Regions from separate parts of the Rattus norvegicus genome. Here all the other regions are linked to region 3. The links are chromatin contacts, called in public Hi-C maps. All regions are on one chromosome and are shown on one strand. The core of a region is the stretch at or near the end of the contact, and the rest is flanking DNA. Distances in the headings are between cores, read along the strand shown.

Region 1 (3,481 bases), core at 955-3,454, 340 kb after region 3:
TTGAAAAAAATTAAAGTTACACTGTATGTAGCCATAGGCAGGTCCCCAGGTAACAGAACATCAGCCTTAATCCCAGGGGACTCGGCACTCTAAATTCACTGGTCTTCCCCCGCCCCCATCCAAATCTTACTGGTGTTCAACAGAATTAGAAACTGGGAGGGAAGGGGTGTTTCATGGCATGTTGAAAGTTCATGTGCTCCTCATGGGTCAAATAGGGAGGACCAGAGTGGTGGGGCTGGCTCTCTGGGAAGCCAAGAGGAGATATCTGCAGCCAAAGGACAAAAGCTAGCTTCGTTTGGTGACAGCAAACCTTCCCTCTCGGTCTGCCAGTAGCAGCAATCCCAGAAGAAAATACCAAGTCAGCAAATCAAAGAGAGCAGCTTCCTTCCAAGGATCTGCTTCAGAGCAGAAGCACATCGGCCACACCACGGGTTTCACTGAACCCTCTACATCTCTTAGTCTCAAACTCCCCCAAGTGGCAGCTTCAGCCTCCGGCTAGTCGACCGGATCCCTTCCCGGTGTGATACTCAGAGTCTAAGTTGTCAGAGATAGGATGGCCATTTCTTCCATCATGCTTCACGTAGGAGGGAGAAAAACCTCTCCGGAATATCTCGGAAGATTCTTATTAACGGCCATGGTTACAAGAAGAGAATTCTGAACAAACCCCGGGGGTTCTGTTAGGAAAGGAGGAGGCTGCTATACATTCCTCCCTTTCTTTCTCGGCAGAGTCTGTTTATGAAGCTGGCTCTGAGTTTACCCTTCTCTTGCTTCTGCCTTCTAAGGAGGCTGGTTTAGAGACATGTGCACCCCACCTCACCCCTTCATTTAATCTTTACATTACAAACTGACTTATCTCTCTAATGCAAACATCTGATTACTACATGAGTGTTCTCTGCTTAGAATCTTTCAATGGCTCCTACTGCCACCCCATCATACAGTACCTATTGTTCTTGGGCCCCAGTGAAACACCCCAGTCTCACTCCTCTGTCGTCTCTCTATCTGCATTTATAAGTCAGTCATGTCCTTCCCACAGCTGTTTACCCTGTGGGCTTTTTCATGCCCTTGGTATGGAGAGCTCTGCTTTATCGGCCCCCCTCAGCTTGTCGTAGGAAATACCAAATGCACATGACATCTTGGGACCCTTCCCATGGCCTGCTGTGTGTTCCACTGTAGGGAGCCGTATTGGATTTGGGCCTAGCCGCTTTTTGACTGCATGGCTCAAAGTGGCTAGGTGACTCTGGGCTGTTTGGCCACAGATATTCACCCCTAAGATGACTGCCATAAGTCTTAAGATTGTTGGACAGAGGACTCTCCCATGAATTTACGGCACAGGAAGGTAACATTCAAGGGATGCCTCAGCTCGAGCAGATACCAGTTATCTCCTCAGTCAACACCCAGTGTCTCCACCACCAGACCTCATCGCCTACCGCCTGACCTCTTTGCCTCCAGCTATCACTGCCTATACCCTCATCTCCCCCTCCTCTGTGTTTCACAAAGGACACTCCCCCTACCTGAAAGCCTTAAAAGCTGTAACGTTCACCCCAATAAACGAGACCTTGACAACAGAACTTTTGCTTGGTCTCCTTCTTCTCTTCACCCCCATTTGGCCCACAGGTAGAAAGCCTCTTCGGGACCCTGAATAACTGGGTCCCCGCTGGCGGGGACATTCCACGACAGCTTGCATTTGTCTATATGGTTCCTGTATATTCCAATAACATGTCTTCTAACCTGTCTCTCCTGGTTTCTAGGATGAAAGGAGAAGCCTGTACTTCTAGGAGGCATGGCTGGAGGCCTGGGTTAGCACTCAGCGTCCAGCATCAGAAAGCCTGGGTTTGACTCTTCTTGGCTTCGTTGTTCTTTCCTAGTGACCCTGGACCAGTTATTTAACTCCCCTGAGCGTCTGTTTCCCCATCTGTCAGTAGGAACCTCCTATTAACAAGGTAATGGGATTTATGATGAGTGTCAAACAAGGTGACTTATGTAAAGTACTTAGCAGTGTGCCTGGTACAGGGTCGTTGCCAATGAGCATTTGCAGACCGGTGACAAGATAAAGTATGTCAAACAGAACTGAATCTCTCCCACTATTCTGGAGTGCTGCACTATGCCCTAAAACACTCACCCGGATAGAGGACTGTCAAGGCCAATCTTTTCTATGTGACCGAGAAGGAAGAGTGTAGCTGTCTGCTGACCTCCCAGAACCCTTACCAACTGTGATGCTGCTCAGGTCTGCCACTACAGATTGAGCCTCTCAGCTGTGCCAGCAATTAACCAATACTTACTAAGCATAAAGGCGGTCCTGAGAATGTAGCAAGGGACCCGCTTCCTGCCACAAATGCTTCAGTCTTGTCCAATTAGGCAGTGTACAAACAGCAAATACACTAGCCTTCAAAGGAGAACTTTACGTTAAGACTGGGAGGATGGGTGGCATTTAGACAAGTGGAGTAGGAAGAAAGATCACCCAGATAATGGGGAGGGAAGTGAAGTGAGGCTTTCAAACAATCGATAGTGAGGGTGGTGGGCGGGCACATCGGCGGGCAGGATCTTGAAAGAAGAAAGTTTTGGATATCTTCCTTTTTTTAAAAAAAAAAAAAAGCGAACTACCTTAGAATGTTTTGTCACAGAAGCGTAGAACCAGGAAGGAATTTTAAATCCCCTTGTTTGAAGAAACTGGAGCTCAGATTTTGACCAAAGTCACCTCATTAGTTGACAGGAGATATGACACCAAGGATTCTATTGCCTTGGGCTGTAAATTTTCTTTGCCTGTACTAAAGCATCCCTTTAAGAGTTTAGACAATTCTGCCTCTTAAAGAGACACTGAGGTAACAGCGTGGGAAAGCCTCAGTTTTATTATGGGTGGAGAAGAGAGCGAATAATGGGTGTGGAGAACAGGAACTGAGAAGGGAGGAGTTTGCTGGGAGGAAAGTCCTAGCCTCTTCTAACATCCTCTTCCTTCTGTAGAGAGCGTAAGCCACATGTTCACTCTGAAGGGTGAATGACCCAAAGTCATTCTTAGGAAGACTAGGAAGACTTTGTGTGGTCACAAGAACTAGTTCTCTCCAATCCCATCTGCTATAACCTTGAGAAAAACTCCCCAGCCAAGGGAACCACCCAGAGCATTCTAAAGGGATGCCTCTTAAGATATTTGAGGACAGGTGCCACACCACAACCCTCCTCTCATTCCTGTTATTTAGGCTAAACATAGTTCATTCTTTCTGTGGCTTACGCCCGGCTCACCCTCGTTGTCCTGCTCTGGATGAGCGGCCATCTGTCCACGTCTATTTCAAAGCCCCATGAATGGGTACAGACGAGACCAGTTGTGCAGGAAGCTTGGGACAGTCCCCTCCAACTCACTCTCCCCCACGACTCTCGAGAAGTTTCTATTAATGGAGTCTGAGCCACAGGGCCTCTTCGGTAGCTTCTAAGCAAGCGCTTACAACAGACACTGAGCTGCACAGACGTTTGCATGGAGGAGGGATACACC
Region 2 (3,822 bases), core at 832-3,331, 450 kb after region 3:
AAACCAGCAAGCCAGCCCGCTTTCCCAAGCCAGGTCCCTGGCACACAGAACGTGCTTTATTAAAAAAAAATGCATATTGTAAAACTAAATGAATGAATGACTTATTTTTTTTCAATGCAAGGAAGGAAGATCAAACAGAATAGGGGAGGGGCCGGGGGTTCCCAGATTTTAAAAAAATTCATTGCACCGATAGATCAGATTTTTTCCCCATTCTGTGCAGGCAGTCTGGCAGGACTCTCCATTCTGAATACGTTTCTGGATTCTCAGAACAAGAACTGGATTCTCAGTGGGGTAACCTCTCAAGTTTCCAGGAGCACCGGGAAATGCAACTGAATTTCAATATTCACTTAAGATAACAATGTGCTGTAGATCTGCAGAGGGGGAAGGGGATAGAAGATCTCAAGACTGTGTCCCAAGGTGAAACATAAGCGAGTCCCGAATTATCTCAGTGTAATGTGCCAGCTGGCCCCTGGTGCTTCACAGGCAAGCTGGGTAAGGATTCGACTAGCCTCCGGGGCTTCGCCCAGCGGGCAGCTGGCGCGGGAGAAGGGCGCCCTCTGCCGAGGGTGAAGGAAAATACAGTCTGGCAGTTGGTGAACCCTATGACTAGACTTCACTTCTAGAAGGCTGTTAAAAATAAAGCAACCAGGAGATGTTCCTCACAAGCTCTTTCTTAGCCCCTTCCTTTCAGTTCTGAGCATAAAATCCGGTGGCTAATTGCAGGTGCTGATTCCAAGGGGGAGGTGTGCCCCCCCTACTCCAGAGACCTTAATTTCTAAGAAAGACAACCGATTATTACTATTTTTTTTTACCCTATTACCTTCCATTTCTCAGACTCTAGAACTAGGGAGACTTGGTGCTGGGGAAGATCTCAGACACCTTTTAGTAGGGAGCAACTCAGACCCACGGTAAAGCCACACACACACACACACACACACACACACACACACACACACACACACACACGTCAAGTTTCCTATCTACAAAACCGAGAGGCTGAATTCGACGGCCAGGTGGTTCCAACTCTGGTGGTGTCTGACTGGTGTCCTATTTTAGACCCAGCTTTTGTCCACAGAGAGAAAACAGCAGCTAGTGAGGAATCGTGAACCAACAGAAACAATGTGTGGGGACCATCTAATCAGTTTCCTCCCCCAGGAAAGGTGGAAATACCTTTCTAAGGACCTGAGTCTCTTTATTGAATCTTGAGTGACACCTAGTGGTTCGCCCGCCTCACCGTCGTCACCTACAGTTCTGCTCAGAGGGGTTTTGAGAAAACTGGAGCTCCTCCTTGCCTTCAAAGACCTGGGGAATCAAAGGCAGCGCCCAAGGTTCCTAGCACTTCCCCGGAAGCATGCGCCGTCACCTACCACAATCCCGCTCTTTGTTGTATGTGATTCCGAAAGAAACGCTCTTAGCTGGAGAGCATGCTCAACTGACACGTGTTTCTAGCAGTGAATGTGTTAAGCTAGAGGCTCTCCCAGGTGCTGGCAACACAAAGATGCCCTGGGCTAGGCTCCTGCTCTCAAGAAATGTAGAGCCTAGGTAGGTGTAGGAAATGGACCCAGGAGCTGCGTGGGAGGGGGATTGCGTGGGAGGGGGATTGCGTGGGAGGTGTTTTATTTTATAAACACCATAGTCCCCTGGAAAAATGGATGTGTGTGTGTCATTTGTGGAAGGACAAGGAAGAGAGCAGTCACCACTTGAGCTGGGTCCTGAAGGTCAACTAGCATGATAGAATAAAAGTGGATTGACAGCCCACAATGTACACATCCTTCCTCTCAGTGGTTCAAGCGATGAACTTGAGTGCGGCCGGGAAGAGAATCTGCGGGTGTGGTTAAGATCCCTGGGTCTGCCAATCTTAAAAATCTAAAGATTGTCCAGTGCAGGCCTCGCCCAATCAGCTGAATACTTTAAAGGGACTGGAATGTTCCTGGCAGAAGAGATTGGAGACTCAAAAGGACTCTTGTGGAGTTTTCCCTGATTGGCTGTTCATGCGGAATTTGGCTAGCCAGGAGAGAGCTGAGAGCCAAGCTGTGAGAAAGTGGGTTCTGACAGTGGCCAGTGAGCTGGGAGGGAAGCCAGAGCTTGCTTTGCGAACAACCAAGTCCCAGCTGACACCCGAGTTTAGCTTTGCAAGACTATGGAGAGAGGACTCCGGCTGTCTGTGCTGAGCTATAAAACTATGATTAACCAATTGGAGGGGATTTGAGCTGATGGATCTGCAATGTGTTCAGGAGCCACAGAAGATGGAGGGGGTTGGCCATTTGAGAAGGGTAAGCAGGACAGCAAAGGCTCGGAGGCAGGGTGCACTTGGAGAACAAAAGCCATCTGGTTAGCAGGACCATGCAAGCAAATGAGAAAGAAAAACCCATCATTAAGAACAAACAAGGCCTTGGGTGAGAGACACCATGTCCTTGTGCAGACTGATGGCTCCCTGTACCTCTGTGTTCACAGTGTAAAAGCCTAGAGTTATATTAGTGGTATAGTAGTGCACAGAGAGGGCTCAGCACAGTAAAGGAACTGTAAAGTGTTCAGAAGATGTTAGGCAATGACAGTTGTAGCCATTAACCCAGCAGACACCACACTAGACTGAAAGGCCTTGGCCGTGGGGTGGGTTTTTGGGGGTGGGGATTGGGAATGGGGGGTTGGGTTGCAGGAGCATCTAAGAACTATAAACCCCAGAATTACCTAACCCTACCTTTGTTCTTACTAAATCAGACCCCAGAAGCAAGGTCTGAAGACCTGAACTCCCAAAAAGCTTCCAGAAAGAGAAGTTGTAACTACACCATTGCAGTAGCTAAACACCAGTAAGCAGATGGTAGAGTACAGAAAAGGCCGTGAGGACAGGGCATGTTCATGACGGGCTTTGAGGGAGCAGCATCTAAGGGGGCTGAACGGGGTCCCCAGAGGATGTGCTGGGATCATTCTGAGAGGTGGGTGGGGGGTGGGGATGACGAGTGGTCTTACTGGGTTGTGAAAGTCCAGGAATCTTGTGGGCATGCAGCCGGGAAACCATATAGACAGAAACATTCAACTCAGGAGCCATATTGGGACTGGAATTACAATGTCCATGAGTGCGTGATGTCATAGGATGATGTCAAGAACAGAACCAAAAATGTGGAGGGTGGGGACCTCTTTGGAACTCAGAACAAGCCGTCAGAAAGACAGGAAGGGTGCTGAGTGGGGCATGGGCCAAGGAGACACTGGCCACCACTGTCCCTAGCCTTGGAAGACTCCAAACGGACAAAGTACAGCACCTGCTCCCTCAACTGTGAGATCTGTAGCTCTCACAGACTGTGACCTGGGCATGGACCAGAAGCAAGAGACGAGTTGTGTTCTTCAGGTTCGGAAGAGAAAGGGGAAAACAGGGTAGGGCAGAAGCTAGAAATGGGAACAGCCTTGCCCTGCACCAGTTCCGTCGGTGTGAACCTAGACATGCCATCAATAGGCACGGCTGTGGCAGGCGGCTGTGAACCTGCTGACCTTGAACTGCACACGGTGAGAAGCGTAAGTCTCTAGGGAGGGAACGGTCGCCGGGTTGCTGGGTGTGTGCTTATGTTCCAAAGTGTGCACCAGGGTTCCAAAGAGTGTGCAGTTATGCTCGAAAGTGTGCCACGGGGTTCACGGGGTAGACAAGACAATTGGACAGAGGCTCTTCTCTCTGGGGACCTGAAGGCTGGCTGGCCAAAGGACACTGAGCTGCAGAAATCCTAGCTGGGATTAAAGAGTGCAACTCTATGAAGACCAACTGTACGCTCTGGGGAAAGTCACTTTAGCACTCGCTACCCCAAGAGCTCATCCATACAGCGGAACCATAGTCAG
Region 3 (3,671 bases), core at 673-3,172:
ACTGTCCGCTTAATAGGCATTGGCTGGGGACTTCTCCTTGTCCCCCGAGGTGCAGGGTCAGAGGAGGGCGGAGTCGCAGGCTTCCACACCGCAGTCACCGGTACCCGCAACGGCTCTCAAACCGGCTCCCTTGAAGCCTGCGCATTAGCGCCGGGGCCTCTTTAAAGCGCTGGCGGGGGCTGCGGTCACGTGAGGCGGATTCCTGGAAAGTTCCTGGAAAGCGGCCTCCGCAGCGGCCGGGCGGGGCGCGAGGGGCGGGAGGCGGGGGAGCGAGGGAGGCGCGTCGGGCTGGGAAGTCGCGCGCACACTCTGCTCCGGGGACAGACGTTTAACTCTTGCCAAGTCTCGCCGCCTCTGCGGCTCGCGGGCCTTGGGCTTCTCCCCTGAAGCATGAGCCTTTCCTCCGGCAGCCGCCAACGCTGCGCGGATCGCGGACAGTGCGCGCCGGGGCTCCAGGCGCGCGGCCTCAAGATCCCTTGCGCCCGGAGCCCGGAAGCTTGCGGCAGGTACCGCTCGCGAAGCCCGAAGGTTCCGCCCGGGGGACAGTGGCCAGGGAGGGCGGCGGGGTGCGAGCACGGGAGCGGCGGACTGTCTGGGCTTCCGCAGTTTAGGACGCCCCAGGAGAGTTCAAGTCAGGGCTCTGTCCCATCCGGACTCAACTGCCTCCTCTCCCGGGTTCCTTCTCGGCGTCGGGAAATCTTCGGAGCACCCCCATTCCCCAACAACTGTTATCCAAATTTATAATCCTAATAACCTGATCTCCCGCTCCTCCCCGCCAGCCTCCGCCCTTGCTCCCCCACCCCACCCCTACTCTTTCGCCCATCTCCGCCGCAGCTGGAGGGAAACCCGGCACTGGCGAGCAGGGGTGTCAGCCTGGGGCGGAGAGGGGGGACGCTAGGCGACGATCCTTGGGATTTTTGTCTGCCTTTGGCGCAGAAAAATACGGCTGCTCCTACTGAGCGCAGAGCCGGTTGCATCCCTAGGCATCTCGTTCCACAAATAAAACGTCACTCGGGGAACTCAGACGGACACCCCTCCTCGCCCCCCGGCTCCCCCGCCCCGTGTCCGCTGGGGAGGCTGCCTGGTGCGGAGGCGGCAGTCGCCGTGGCGGAGGTAAGCCCTCAGTCCCAGTTGATGGCATAGCCCGCTGCGCTCGCTGCTGCGGGCTCAGTCCCGGCCTCATTTGGAGCTCCGGCGGGGGCTGCACGCTCAGGCCGATTCCTCGACAGCGCCCGCGTTGGCAGCTGCTGGAGCGGCGGTCCGTGTTTTGGAGCGACCGCCGCTGCGCCCCCCGTCCGTCCTCATCCGGAGCGTGCTCCGGGAAGCGGCAGGAGTGGGGGCGAGGCCGCCTGTGAGGCGGGGATGCAGCGGCTGGCGCACCGCTAGCGCACCGCAGCACCCTCGGCTGGCGACCCAGGAGCCCTGCGGCGCTTTAGGGCGTGGAACCAGGTTTTGCCGGATGCATCCTCCCCTAGGGCCCTGGGGCTGCTGGAAATGTAGGATGGAAATGCCAAGTGCAGAGAACTGCCCTGTTCTTTGTGTTTATTGTTTTTTTCCCGGCGACTTGCCCGTGACGAAGGCCTATCCGGACCCGCAGGTGACTGACTGTTTCCCAAGCTGCCTGAGTGTGATTCCTGCACACAGTTCTTGGGCGGGAAAACACCTTGTTTACTCTCATCCTGTCTCTGTCCTCACCCCTCCACTCAGGCCAACTTCAGTATCTTGGATCTCTGCCCTTTTTACCGGTCTTTCCCCCAGAGTTGGGCAGGGCGTTAGCTGGATGCTCGGGGTTAAATGGTACAGAAGCACACAGGCGGAGGAGTCCCTGGGATTTTCCACGTGTCTGTTTACCCACCCCCACCTCGGCCGTAGGGGTCCAGTCCAGACTGACCCAATCTCTGCCGCATTTGTTTCTTCACAGGCGATCTGTGGGTGACCGTGTCTGCGAGAGACTTTGCCATACCATTTTGCGGGAATTTGGAGAGAAACAACCAGCTGCTTCCAGTCCCCTCCCCCTCCGCCACCATTTCGGACACCCCGCACAGACTCGTTTTGGGGTACCCTGTGACTTCCAGGAAGCACGCGAGGTCCTTTGGCCCCAGCTCGGGCGACCACCTGTCTTGGACGTGTTGACTCATCTCCCATGACCCTGCGGTGCCTGGAGCCCTCTGGGAATGGCGCGGACAGGACACGGAGCCAGTGGGGGACAGCGGGGTCGCCGGAGGATCAGTCCCCGGAGGCGGCGCGTCTGGCGAAGGCCCTGCGTGAGCTCAGTCAAACAGGTAGGGAGCGGACTACTGGCGAAGAGTGCGAAACGGGGCGACCCTATCCCCACCCTACTCAAGGCGGTGGCGGAGAGCGCGGCTGGGACGCGGGCCCAGGTGGGGAGCACTGAAAGCGATGGAACTATGTCTCATCGCGTCCGGTCCCGGCTCTGGGGCTCGGGAACCGCAGAGAGGGATGCCCGGATCTTAGGTGACCACAGAATGAAAGTGACCGAGGCTTGGGCGAGGGCGGGGAGCGTGCTGGGCTCCTTGGAAATGCTCTCCCAGAGTGGTGGAGCCTAGGCTGCTTTCAGCCGGGACTCGGGCTCGCACCCGCGTGGGAGAAAAGCAGCCAGCGGCTCCCTTAACGCCGGGTACGCGGGCGGCCAGTGGGCTCTGCTGCCTCCTGTCTGTGCTGCGAGTGCTCCCGGGAGCAGCCGCCGATGCCTGCCGCAACCCGGGATGATGGCAGCCAAGTTCTGACTGAGACCTACAGACTGTATGGATCGCAGCTGCGGGGGTAGCCTGGTCGAGTGCAGCTTCCTGCATCTGAAAGCAAAGAAGAGAAAATTATATTTTCTCCTATTAGTTCGAAAACAATTTGGGTCTTAAAAATCTGACTTCTGAAAACTTAACTTTGAGGCAAGACAACTTTTGGTAGCAGTAGATCTTGGGAAAGAAAAAAAAAGTTCTAGTCTTTCCTTTCAGCCCTGGGCTTTCCTCAGGAAAGTTTCCCGGTAATATTTTGTGATTTTGTGTGTGTGTGTGGGGGGGATGTGTGTGGGGGAGAGCTGTCGGTTGAAATAGGGGGCACTTTGTTCAAAGTTATTAAACGAAGTATCTTGAGTTATTTTTGTAAGTGAAATGCAGAACATAGTCAAGACGGATCAAATGGAGATTTCAGAGGACAGGGGTTATAATACAGTTTGAACCAGGGCAAAGTCCAAAAGAATATAGTGAAGACTGTAAACTAAGAGCACCAGGGCTTGGTCTTCCCCAGAAACTTAGGTAGTTGTAATCAAGCAGTCCACAGTAGTGCCTTCTAGGGCTTCGAACAGAGGCTAAACATTACAATTTTTTCGGGGGTCGGGTCAGGGGGCTACTGGTCAGTCAAAAAAGTTGCTTTTTTTTTTTTAATTATGACTGTTAATGAGTTCTCCACTTTCTCCCCTAACTTCTAATTTAGTTCTAATTTACTTAGGTTTTTGTCTCAGTTAAACTGTACTGAAATTATCTCTCTTTTTTCTCAGCCAATATGTCTGTCATATCGCACAAGTTACTTTGGCTCAGAAGAAAACTGTAACATAATTTAAAGAAAAGCTACAGAAAAATCATTTAAAAAGAAAAAAATGGTTTACTGTTGTGCCTAGGATGGACTTAAGTTTTTATTAAATAAAAAAAGATTCG

The links. A called contact is a pair of places that touch in the nucleus more often than the background predicts.
Region 1: a contact with region 3 is called in a Hi-C map of Schwann cells, with 9 times the contacts expected there. The contact joins the promoter of Rpl36a-ps18 here to the promoter of Socs2 in region 3. A contact is called at or near these places in 7 of 12 Hi-C or Micro-C datasets (the Rat2 cell line, Schwann cells, frontal cortex and 4 more).
Region 2: a contact with region 3 is called in a Hi-C map of prefrontal cortex, with 6 times the contacts expected there. The contact joins the enhancer-like site here to the promoter of Socs2 in region 3. A contact is called at or near these places in 7 of 12 Hi-C or Micro-C datasets (the Rat2 cell line, Schwann cells, frontal cortex and 4 more) and 1 of 1 datasets of contacts at active chromatin or transcription factors (oligodendrocytes).

The regions. Positions count from the first base shown.
Region 1 is chr7:31,587,198-31,590,678 of GRCr8, reverse strand. It overlaps Rpl36a-ps18 (ribosomal protein L36A, pseudogene 18), which reads right to left and starts at 2,204. Exons shown (of 3, transcript XR_010053686.1): 1 at 1-2,204.
Region 2 is chr7:31,474,945-31,478,766 of GRCr8, reverse strand. It overlaps LOC108351432 (a long non-coding RNA gene), which reads left to right. Exons shown (of 4, transcript XR_010053675.1): 4 at 1-89. Among named protein-coding and RNA genes, the nearest start is that of Plxnc1, 46 kb to the right of the region's middle. Within about 2 kb of position 2,081, at least 29 of the 93 cell types and tissues checked have an H3K27ac peak or open chromatin away from gene starts, as enhancers often do. A contact at or near this core is called in prefrontal cortex, where this site is marked.
Region 3 is chr7:31,928,674-31,932,344 of GRCr8, reverse strand. Socs2 (suppressor of cytokine signaling 2) reads left to right here and starts at 1,922. Exons shown (of 2, transcript NM_058208.2): 1 at 1,922-2,282. The coding sequence starts at 2,144.